Linked DNA regions of Bicyclus anynana: region 2 is linked to region 1. The links are chromatin contacts, called in public Hi-C maps. All regions are on one chromosome and are shown on one strand. The core of a region is the stretch at or near the end of the contact, and the rest is flanking DNA. Distances in the headings are between cores, read along the strand shown. Region 1 overlaps LOC112046822 (E3 ubiquitin-protein ligase RNF115). Region 2 holds the start of LOC112046830 (RNA-binding protein MEX3B).

Evidence for each region. Hi-C and Micro-C count contacts between places; a contact is called where the count stands out from the background.
Region 2: a contact with region 1 is called in a Hi-C map of whole larva, with 4 times the contacts expected there. The contact joins the promoter of LOC112046830 here to the enhancer-like site in region 1. A contact is called at or near these places in 2 of 2 Hi-C or Micro-C datasets (whole body and whole larva).

What each region holds. Positions count from the first base shown.
Region 1 is chr17:3,089,078-3,093,928 of ilBicAnyn1.1, reverse strand. LOC112046822 (E3 ubiquitin-protein ligase RNF115) reads right to left here. Exons shown (of 8, transcript XM_024083631.2): 8 at 2,801-4,851. Among protein-coding and RNA genes, the nearest start is that of LOC112046822, 16 kb to the right of the region's middle. Within about 2 kb of position 2,383, at least 6 of the 8 cell types and tissues checked have open chromatin away from gene starts, as enhancers often do.
Region 2 is chr17:3,255,927-3,260,777 of ilBicAnyn1.1, reverse strand. It overlaps LOC112046830 (RNA-binding protein MEX3B), which reads left to right and starts at 2,035. Exons shown (of 2, transcript XM_052886416.1): 1 at 2,035-2,418. The coding sequence starts at 2,175.

The sequences.
Region 1 (4,851 bases), core at 1,134-3,633:
TAAGATTCTGGGCTACCGATATGGAAATATATTAAGATAATAAAAATAGACTTGAAGGGGCCAGGCCTATCCTAGATATTTGGGTGTGTGGAAGCAAAAGTTAGCGCCTATCAACCTCAATCTACAATTTAACCCTCAATAAATCAGCCGTTAAAGGGTTGGATACTAACTCGAACTTAAACTTTAGGGTTTGGGTATGAGTTAGAATCCACAGGGGGGTTTCACAATCCTATAAGCTATGCTATCCCAATATGACCTGGGTGACGTTGTCGCATGGGTTCGTCGGCTATCATGATGAACTTGCGCAAAGTAACGCCTGCTTCTATTCAATATTTAAAAGAGTATATAAATTAATATAAATATATATAAACTTGGGAAGCTAATTGTTTTAAAAACTGTAGCCTCGATCTGTGAAAGCGCCAACCAGCAACAACCTTATCTTAAATAAACCTCTCCTTTGTGCCTCGTCTTTGGCGACTTCATCCTCACCATCGACATCATCCTTTGCGCCTCCTCGTCACGAGATCAATTTTTTTTTTAAAGGTCGCCATTGACGGTCAATTATTCTCACGTTTCTGAAAAGTTCAAACGGCAGTACCCACGCGGCATACTATAGAAGTCATGTACGCAGTCACCAACACACGATCAATTATAGCCGTGGGTGCTACAGAAACGTGAGAATAATTGACCGTTTGTGGCTAGCATAATGATACAAATATTTCTCGTATAGGTATGTACTTATTATAGACTAGCGGACGCCCGCGACTTCGTCCGCGTGAAAGTCGTTGTAAACTTTCAACTACCCCTATCCTACCCTACCCTAACCTACCTGTACCCTACCCCTACCCTACCCTACCCCTACCCTACCCCTGCCCTACCCTACCCCTACCCCTACCCCTACCCTACCCCTACCCTACCCTACCCCTACCCTACTCATTAAGGCTGCACTTCTTTATTTATTCCTCCCACCGCGAGTCGCGTCGAGCGCGGCAACCGTTACACAAAAATAATCCGTACAGCATGAATTAGTATTCACGCGCGATGGCTTAGCATATTTCTTGTATAACTTTGGTGTTTCATTACCGATTTTTATGATTCTTTTTTTATTGAATAGGTAATAATGTTAACTTTCTTATAAGGGATGAGTGATATAAACATAAGAGTAGACAAATATAATTAGAAAGCTCCGAACTGCTAAGCTATCGGGAGGTACACGTGTTATTGTGAGTCAACCATAAAAGAAAGACATATATATGCTGTTGTGTTTTTATAGATAATTTTAAGGAGAACATTTCCGTCATACATGATTTCTATGTAGCTTTAACCATTAAGGCTGTACACGCGACGGAAACTTAAAAAATGGAGTTACTTCTCCCGTTTTCTCAACATTTCTCTTCACTGCTCTGCTACTATTGATTGTAGCGTAATGAAAAGTATACTATAACCTGCCCAGGAGTATGTAGAATAATTGTACCAAGTTTCGTTAAAATCCGTCCAGTAGTTTTTGTTTCTATAAAGAACATACAGACAGACAGACAGACAGACAAAAATTTTACTGATTGCATTTTTGGCATCAGTATCGATCACTAATCACCCCCTGATAGGAATGAAATATATTTCATGTACAGAATTGACCTCTCTACAGATTTATTATAAGTATAGATGTATTATGCATTTTGTACTGAACACAAATGTCGTCTCTTTGACTATAAACTTCGATGGCGAAAAAAAAGTTAAAGAAATTCAAAAGATGGCGGCAGGTGCACCGTCAGCTGCGCACGCACCTTTGTATTAATTGCCATCGCTCGCGCCAAGTTTTATATTATTTTGTAAGGCCCACACTTTGACGGCGAAACGGCTATGCATTGTGGATGGGAAGTACAAAGTTCCAATCCCGGTTGCATTTTCTCTCTTACTAGAAATGTAAGATAACTGCAGTGCCCTATTCAGCCGGCTTAGAAAAGTAACTATAGTTTTAATTTCACTAAGGTAGTGAAATATTATTCTATTCCGGTTTAACTGTATGATATACTAGCGGACGCCCGCGCCTTCGTCCGCGTGGAATTGGTCTATTAGTTGTGATACAGCTGGAAGCTGTAAACTCACCTTGTTTTGACCTAATTGCAAACACATTTCTGTTTTGTCTTCATCGTCATACAACTTACATTTACAACCAAAGCCTAACACTTCCAAAAATAGAATAACTACTGTAATCTACTGTTACTTTTAATATTCATTTGTAAACATCGTAGATAAAACTAAAAATCATTCAATTGAAGCAGATGGTTCAATAATTCCACTTTTCATTCCCATATAATGTATGGGTTCATGATGGTGAGTACCAGGCGGTCAGTGGCTTTAAGACGTTGCACCTCGCAGGTAGAAGCTATTAAATAAGCAGATGCGTGGACACGTGCGGCGCATCGGCGCCGTGTGGTGGGTCAGTACCACCGACTTCTGACTAATTCTGTACACCTGGTGACCCGGGTTGTTAGATTAATCGTCTAACCCGTTAGTCGACTTCGGACTGCTTTTTTTATGTTTTATTTAAATTAATATTCATTATGTTAATTCAATCATGTCTACATTCTCATAAAATTTCGTACAGCGTACAAGAAAGTTTACAAGGGACAGTAAAGAAATCGAAGTTTCTTAAAGCAGTCATGAAACTATAGAAAGACCAAGTTATAATTCAGGATAAATTATTTTTTATAACCTTGTCACTTACCATCATGTGATATAGAGAATTTAATTCTAAAACAGCTATTTAGGGAATAATTAAAAATAAAGTATCAACACAAATGTTAAAACATTTTTCGTTTTATTTCGAAAACTTTAAATTTAATGTAATTTACATTTTCATATATAAACATCGGCTTTATACAATTTATCCCACGTGTTACCTCAGAACCTAGCGCAACACTACTGTAAAGCTTTATATACACTAGGCAACTTTTGATGCTCAACATTTGTATGGCAATGTTGCTTAATAACACGGCTATTAGTTTAGATTTTAGACACTCTTTTATACTGTCCACAAGATTCCAAGCTGGGGTATTTACTAAATTGTTGTTTAAAAAAATATATATTGAGCTTATTTGATATTCATTAGAGATTATTGTGTAAAATATTATGTAAAATCAATCAGAGAAGCAGCAATGTAATAATGCCAAATAAGCACGATGGTTTTGGATTTTTAAAATCCTCAAGTTAGCGAATAGGCCAGCTCAAGTCATAATGTGTGGCTTGCTTGGCACCTTTGCGCAACCTATGTTTACTTTCATAGTTCATACAATCAAGAAAAGTTACGTGTTGCTTCCAACATGTTGCGCGACAAATGTTGCCAAGTTGGATTAAAGGTCTGTACCAACTGGGTACCTACTGTATTTATTTTTGTGTAGAAAATAAATAAACTGCGTTATGTGGTACGCAAATGAAGTTAAGAGACCATAAAATTGACTTAGCTAATATTAAGGAAATCATTATTTTCCTTAGCGAACAGAATAAGATAAGTATAACATTATTTTTAACAACATACTTAGATAAATAATAATAATTTATTGTGATGAGGTTCCTATCAAAGATGATGTTATATAAATTTGTCGATGGTACTTATTAACATGTAGGTAAAAAATTCTTACCTATTATGTATTGTGCTACAGTACAATTAGGTACTTTATAACAATTTTTATACGAGAAAGTATATACTGAAACCGACCGTTCTTCTTATATTGACAGCCTAATTTCATATTGCGTTAGATGGACTGGAAAAATTAAAGTGTTATATGATTTTTATGACGGAAACGAATCAGAATTAAATGTTAAATATTGTCTAAGTAATCAATGTAATTATAGCTTTAAGCTCAAAATAACGATACTGCTTTGCGGCAGATATGATACAGTGGTAAACAAATATTGCATAATGATTATGGAAATGGTTTCGTTATATTTTTTTTCACAGCCCACAAGCGCGCGGTTGACTTGACGGCATACTTGACCTGTGTGTGGCTGGCGTAAGATACGCACGACATATCTCACGAAGAGAAAAAGACATAATCAACCAATAGCGGCCGAACCGGAAATATCTTTTTTTCGTTCTAGTTCGACGCTATTGGTCGAAAATAAATCATTTTGTCTTTGCGAGATATGTAGTGGTGTCTTAACATGAAATTAAAATCTACTTTTTGAAAATATGTATAACATTCGACGTCAATTAATCAAATCAAATTAGCTTTAGCAATTAGCTGGCACTTATACATTCACACAATGCATTTGTCTGTGTGCCGTCACGTCTTTACACTGCAACACACAAGCATAATGCGTGAAATGTGAATATGGCAATATTCTCTAACGATGTTTTGTACAACTCGCAAGTGCGAGTTTTGAATTCACCGCTATCTTTCTCATTCTGTAGTATCGTGTTAAACAGAGAGATATAGAGGTGATTTCGAAACTCGCACTTGCGAGTTATAAAAACATCGTTACAAAATAGCATAGCAGGTCACATTACAAATATTTTGTTAGTCGCCAATAGTTTTTAACTATAGCAAGCAACTTTCATGTTATACCTATTTAATTTCATATCCATTTAGCCGATTTTCTATGTCGGTCGATAAAATGGTACCCTAGGTATTTTTTTCATAAAACAGTAATCTGCTATAACTTTCTACATCTAGGATATTTACAAAATATACAGTATATTAAGCGTACATGTATATTTATTTAAACAAAACAAAAACAAAATAAAAGAAAATTAAACTAAAATGATTATTATTATGCATAGGTAAAATAAGCAAGTATAGTAGGTAGGTCTATAAACGATTAATAGGTATAACTTAAATGTTTTTCAAC
Region 2 (4,851 bases), core at 786-3,285, 170 kb before region 1:
TTTTAGTGATGAACCCATGTTTCTAGTCATTTCATTTATTCTCAACCTATATTCGGCTCACTGCTGAGCGCAAGTCTCCTAACTTAATGAGAGGGGTTAGGCTAATAGTCCATCACACTGGCCCAATGTGGATTGGCAAACTTTACACACGCAGACAATTAAAATTCACACAACTGAAAAGTTGGAGGTGAATGCCCCGAACCGGATTTGAAGCCACTCCCTCAGGAATCAGAGGCAGAGGTCCACTGGGCTATCAAGGCTCTCGTTTTCCAGTGTCTGGGTGTATTTATAGATTATATAAGTATATATTATATATAGATTATATATATGATAAAATCCGCTATCTTAGTATCTTTGACACAGGCTATGCGTATTATGTAAGTAGGTATATTTATTTACTCATTTATTAATTGGTCAATTTTTTACTTGATAATTTTTTTGCAATGGCAATAATATTAAAAGCTCAAGTTATAATTTCTACTTGATCTGCCGCTAAGTATCATACAGTAACAAGTAACATACTTAAGAAATAAACAACAAAAACTTTGAAGCAATACTCGAACTTATAATAACAATAGTAACGGGCAACCCTAACTGCTTGTATAGTCAAAGAGTCTGAATGGCATCTTCAAAAGCTTTGTGAACAGAGGGTTTGTATAGTTGACTGCTGTTACCGGGCAGAGGTACCTACCTATCTACTAACTACCTACTACCTACTACCCGTGAATACAGTCACATGTTAATAGCTTTGAGCGGTAGGTATTTTATGGTCAGCATTACATACATTCAATCGACTCGGAGAGCGAATTTTCGAATCCAGTCCGGGACATGCACCTCCAACAGTTCAGTTATGAATATTATTATACAGCCGTGATAGCCCAGTGGATATGACCTCAGCCAACGATTCCGGAGGGTGTAGGTTCGAATCCAGTCCGGGGCATGCACTTTTAAGTTATGTGCATTTAAAAAAAATAAATATCACGTGAAACGTGAAGGGAAAATATCGTGAGGAAACCTGTACACCTGAGAATTTTCATAATTTTCTGCGTGTGTGAAGTTTGCCAATTCGCATTGAGCCAGCGTGGTGGACTATTAGCCTAATTCTTAGAGGAGAAATTCTTTCTAAGTTGGATAGATAAATTATTATTTATCGAAGTAAGCTATAGACTTGACATTTTTTTTAATATGATGATTTTGACATTATGTTAAAGTTTAATAGTTTAGGTTACAAGGTTGATTAATCTTAGAGGTCCAAAATTCAATTTTCGCTGGTATGTCTGTTACCTAGGTACCTATATTAAGCGCATTTTCGTGCAAAAATTATGTGTTGTTATAATAAGCCTAAAAATAATTCGACTTCTTGTTAGTCAAGTAGGTACTCACTTAGTTAGGTACTAAGTCGTAGGTATAGGTTTCTTTCTAAAATTTTCAGTTGCACGGAAAGCCGAGCACTTCAAGCTTAATATATCTTTGTAGTGTGTAGGTTACTATAATGTTTATTTTGAAATCAATTAATTTGATAATTCCGTCTACTAAGGTAGTTTAGGTACCTTTTACCGTACCGGGAAATTATTGATTCCCCATTACTTAGGTTTACTTTCCAATACAGTAGTCATTCATTGCAACATATTTATTTAAACTTCTAAAAACCTGATAAACTTTTGACTTCGAGTACCTATTTGATAAGTCGTCGTAGTAGGTCGGTCGTTTATCATTTAATCACTACTTACGAAGTGTCGACTGTCGAGCGCGGTATAATTACCTGCGATGTGTCAACGGCTAGCGTGGAGTGCGGTGCGGCGTGCGGCGTGCGGTGTGCGGCGGTGCGGCCGGGCGGCGTGCGGCGTGCGGACGTCGCGACGGCGGCAGGGCGGGCGGAAGCTGCGTCGCATCGCATCCCGCCCGGCGAGCGGCGTGCGGTGGCGCCCGGTGCAGCGCGCCCCCTGCCGCCACCCGCCGCCCCGCGCCCCGCGCCGCGCCGCCCCGCCCCGCGCCACGAGGCGCGTGCGCCCGCCGGCCGGCCGGCGACTCAGTTCACCGCCGCGCCGCGACTCGAGCATACGCGTGTTGCGTTACACGATCCCACGCGGCGAAACGATCGAACGCGGCTCCACCGTACAAGTGACTCGAGAGGGAACCTCTCGTAAACCGACAAGATTGCGTCTCAAGTGGAAATGCCGTCGAGCCTGTTCGGAGAGCTGGGCGGCGGTGGGCTGGTGGAAGACCAGCGCGCCTACGCGCTCGCACTGGAACTCAGCATGCTGAACTTTGGGGATGCCCTGCCGTCAGCGAACCCGCTGGCGAGCCCGCTCGGATTCGCGCCGCCGCCCGACGACCGCGCCAAGAAATCCCAGAACATGACGGAGTGTGTGCCCGTGCCATCTTCGGAGCACGTCGCGGAGATCGTCGGCAGACAAGGTAGGCTCCCCGCACGTGCGCCGGCTTGGAGGTTATGTTCGATCTCCGAGCGGCGTTCGAGACAATTTTGTTTGTTTACCCGCATCGCAGTCACCGAGTGCCGCAAGTCCGCAGTCTCGGGCGCTGTACTTCGTAGCTGTAACTTTCATGCCGTAGATCGTAGCTTGGTAACGTAGGCGAATATACGTAGAAATCAAATAGACCGTGCATAATGAATAAACGATTGTGCATAGTGATTTCCCATGGTGCAGGCGGTCCTAAACGAAACGTCTCGATGCCACAGTGCGGCGAACGCCCGACCGATTGCTCTGTGAAAAAACTACGATCTCCTAATTAAAAGGCAGGGCCGAACAAAAAATTAGACCCTTAGGGATGTTGGTAGTTTTTCTGAAGAGTATCGTAAAAAATTCCGACAAAGCGGTGAACGCCGCCTTATCTGGGACTAATTTTTTGAAATGTGCACCGGATTTGCGAAAAAAACTAATTGCACGGTCGTTTGGTGAGATTCTTTCGTGAGTTATTTTCTCCACGTTAATGGCGTATCGTGTAGTTGCGGTTTTTATAGCTATCTACCCTCGTATCAATCATTAGTTCCACGCATATTTTTTCCATGCACCTTTTGCTATTTTTATTTTATAGGTTATTCATGCATGCTGCGAAAATGGAGCGTCTAACTATACCTAACATACGAGTAGCATTTATTAGTTCGTAGGTATGTACCTACTTATGTTACCTACCTACATAGTTTCTTTAAGTTACGTAGGTAGGTAGTAGATATTTCTATTAGTAAAGATTTACGATACAGACGAAAGTTCAGATAAAAAGGAAGGGTAGGTGGGTCCTACCTACCCGCGAACTACGAGTTTAATGTTGGCCACTGACGAAAAAACGGATCGTGTGTTGGTCGCGATGTGCATGTCATGATGCCGATCGCGACGAATACGTTACGATCAGTTTTATCGGACGTCAAGCCGTTAGCACTGCAGGCATGTGAAATTAATTGATCGTCAGTGGCTGACATTACGTTGTTTTAAGGTAGATGTAGGTACTTACGACAAAGAATAAGATCCCTGCGTACTGTATTTCTTGTAGGTATTTGGATTGTAAAAAAATGCTTTGCTTTTACCGAAGTTACCCATTCGCTATTTTTATAGTAGGTATTTAGGTAACTAGATACCTAATCCACGTGCAAGAGTGTGGTACGTGTAGGTAACTAGGTTATCGTTTGTTGCTACAGCTTGGGCCCACCACGCTCTAATACGTTGCAGCAAGCTTAGGGGCGTGGGCAGTGATAAAAATATCGAAACCATCCCCTTAACACTATTTCGATATATTTTCACTCCCATATCCCTAAGCGCACTGTAGACTTAATGATACTTGAACGTGTGTTGCTGTCATTAGTTTGTTAAATGTAGTTTTAAGTGTAACTAGGTAGATAGGTGGTACCTAGGAATTGAAAAAAAATACCACCAACATTTACCTTATTAATCATTTATTGACCTTCTAGTAAACCAGTTTCTTTTGTTAGCTGTAGTTTTCGAGTGTTTTATTAACTTAATTACCGAATTTTATCAGACGTACGTAGGTAGGTAGGTACATTTGCATTTATTGTGATCCTATTCTAGGTTTCAACCTACTAAAATACCTAAAGTTGCAAAATGTATTAGTAGGTCTTCTATTTTCGGATAATAGTTTAGATTTGGCTGTAATTGTACTGATAGATATGTTTGTGTGAAATTACAGGAGCGTTAGCAAAACAGTAACATTTTTGTAAAATATCTTCTGTCTGTAATAATTTAACAACGCATTTCTGTGGTGCTGACGGTCCTCTAGTTTTCATACGAATCTACATATACAAATTAGTCCAACGGTTAGCATATGCGGCTTCGGACCATTAACTTAAGGGTTCAAGTCCGTATTTTGTATTTTTCTTCTATTCAATTCTCAACAGCAGATTCTGTAAATCCAGTGACTCAGAGATCACGGTAAGCCTTCGATCTATGATATTATCATTAACATCTTATAGTGAACGTTACGCTAGCTACACACGATCATGTTAACCGCCTAGTCTAGCTGGCCTATTCACTAATTTGGTATTTATTAACAAACCTATTAAAATCAACTGAGAAATGTCATCTACATACTGTTGATTACAATATGTACGAAGGGTTGTCAGTAGGCAGCGGATGAAATTTGATAAATACAATCTCAATTTCGTACTAACACGCCTACAAATCGTATATGTCAAAATTAGTGAATTAGCCTGCAGAACCCTTAGGGATGCAGTTAAAATTTTAAAATATGGAAACCATACGAAATTATTTCCCTGCTACAAGCTTAAGCATCCTGCAAACTCAACGATAAACTTGATCGTGTGTGGCTAACATTGTGGAATCAAACATCACTAAGCCCACCAGGCACTAACCCCACTAG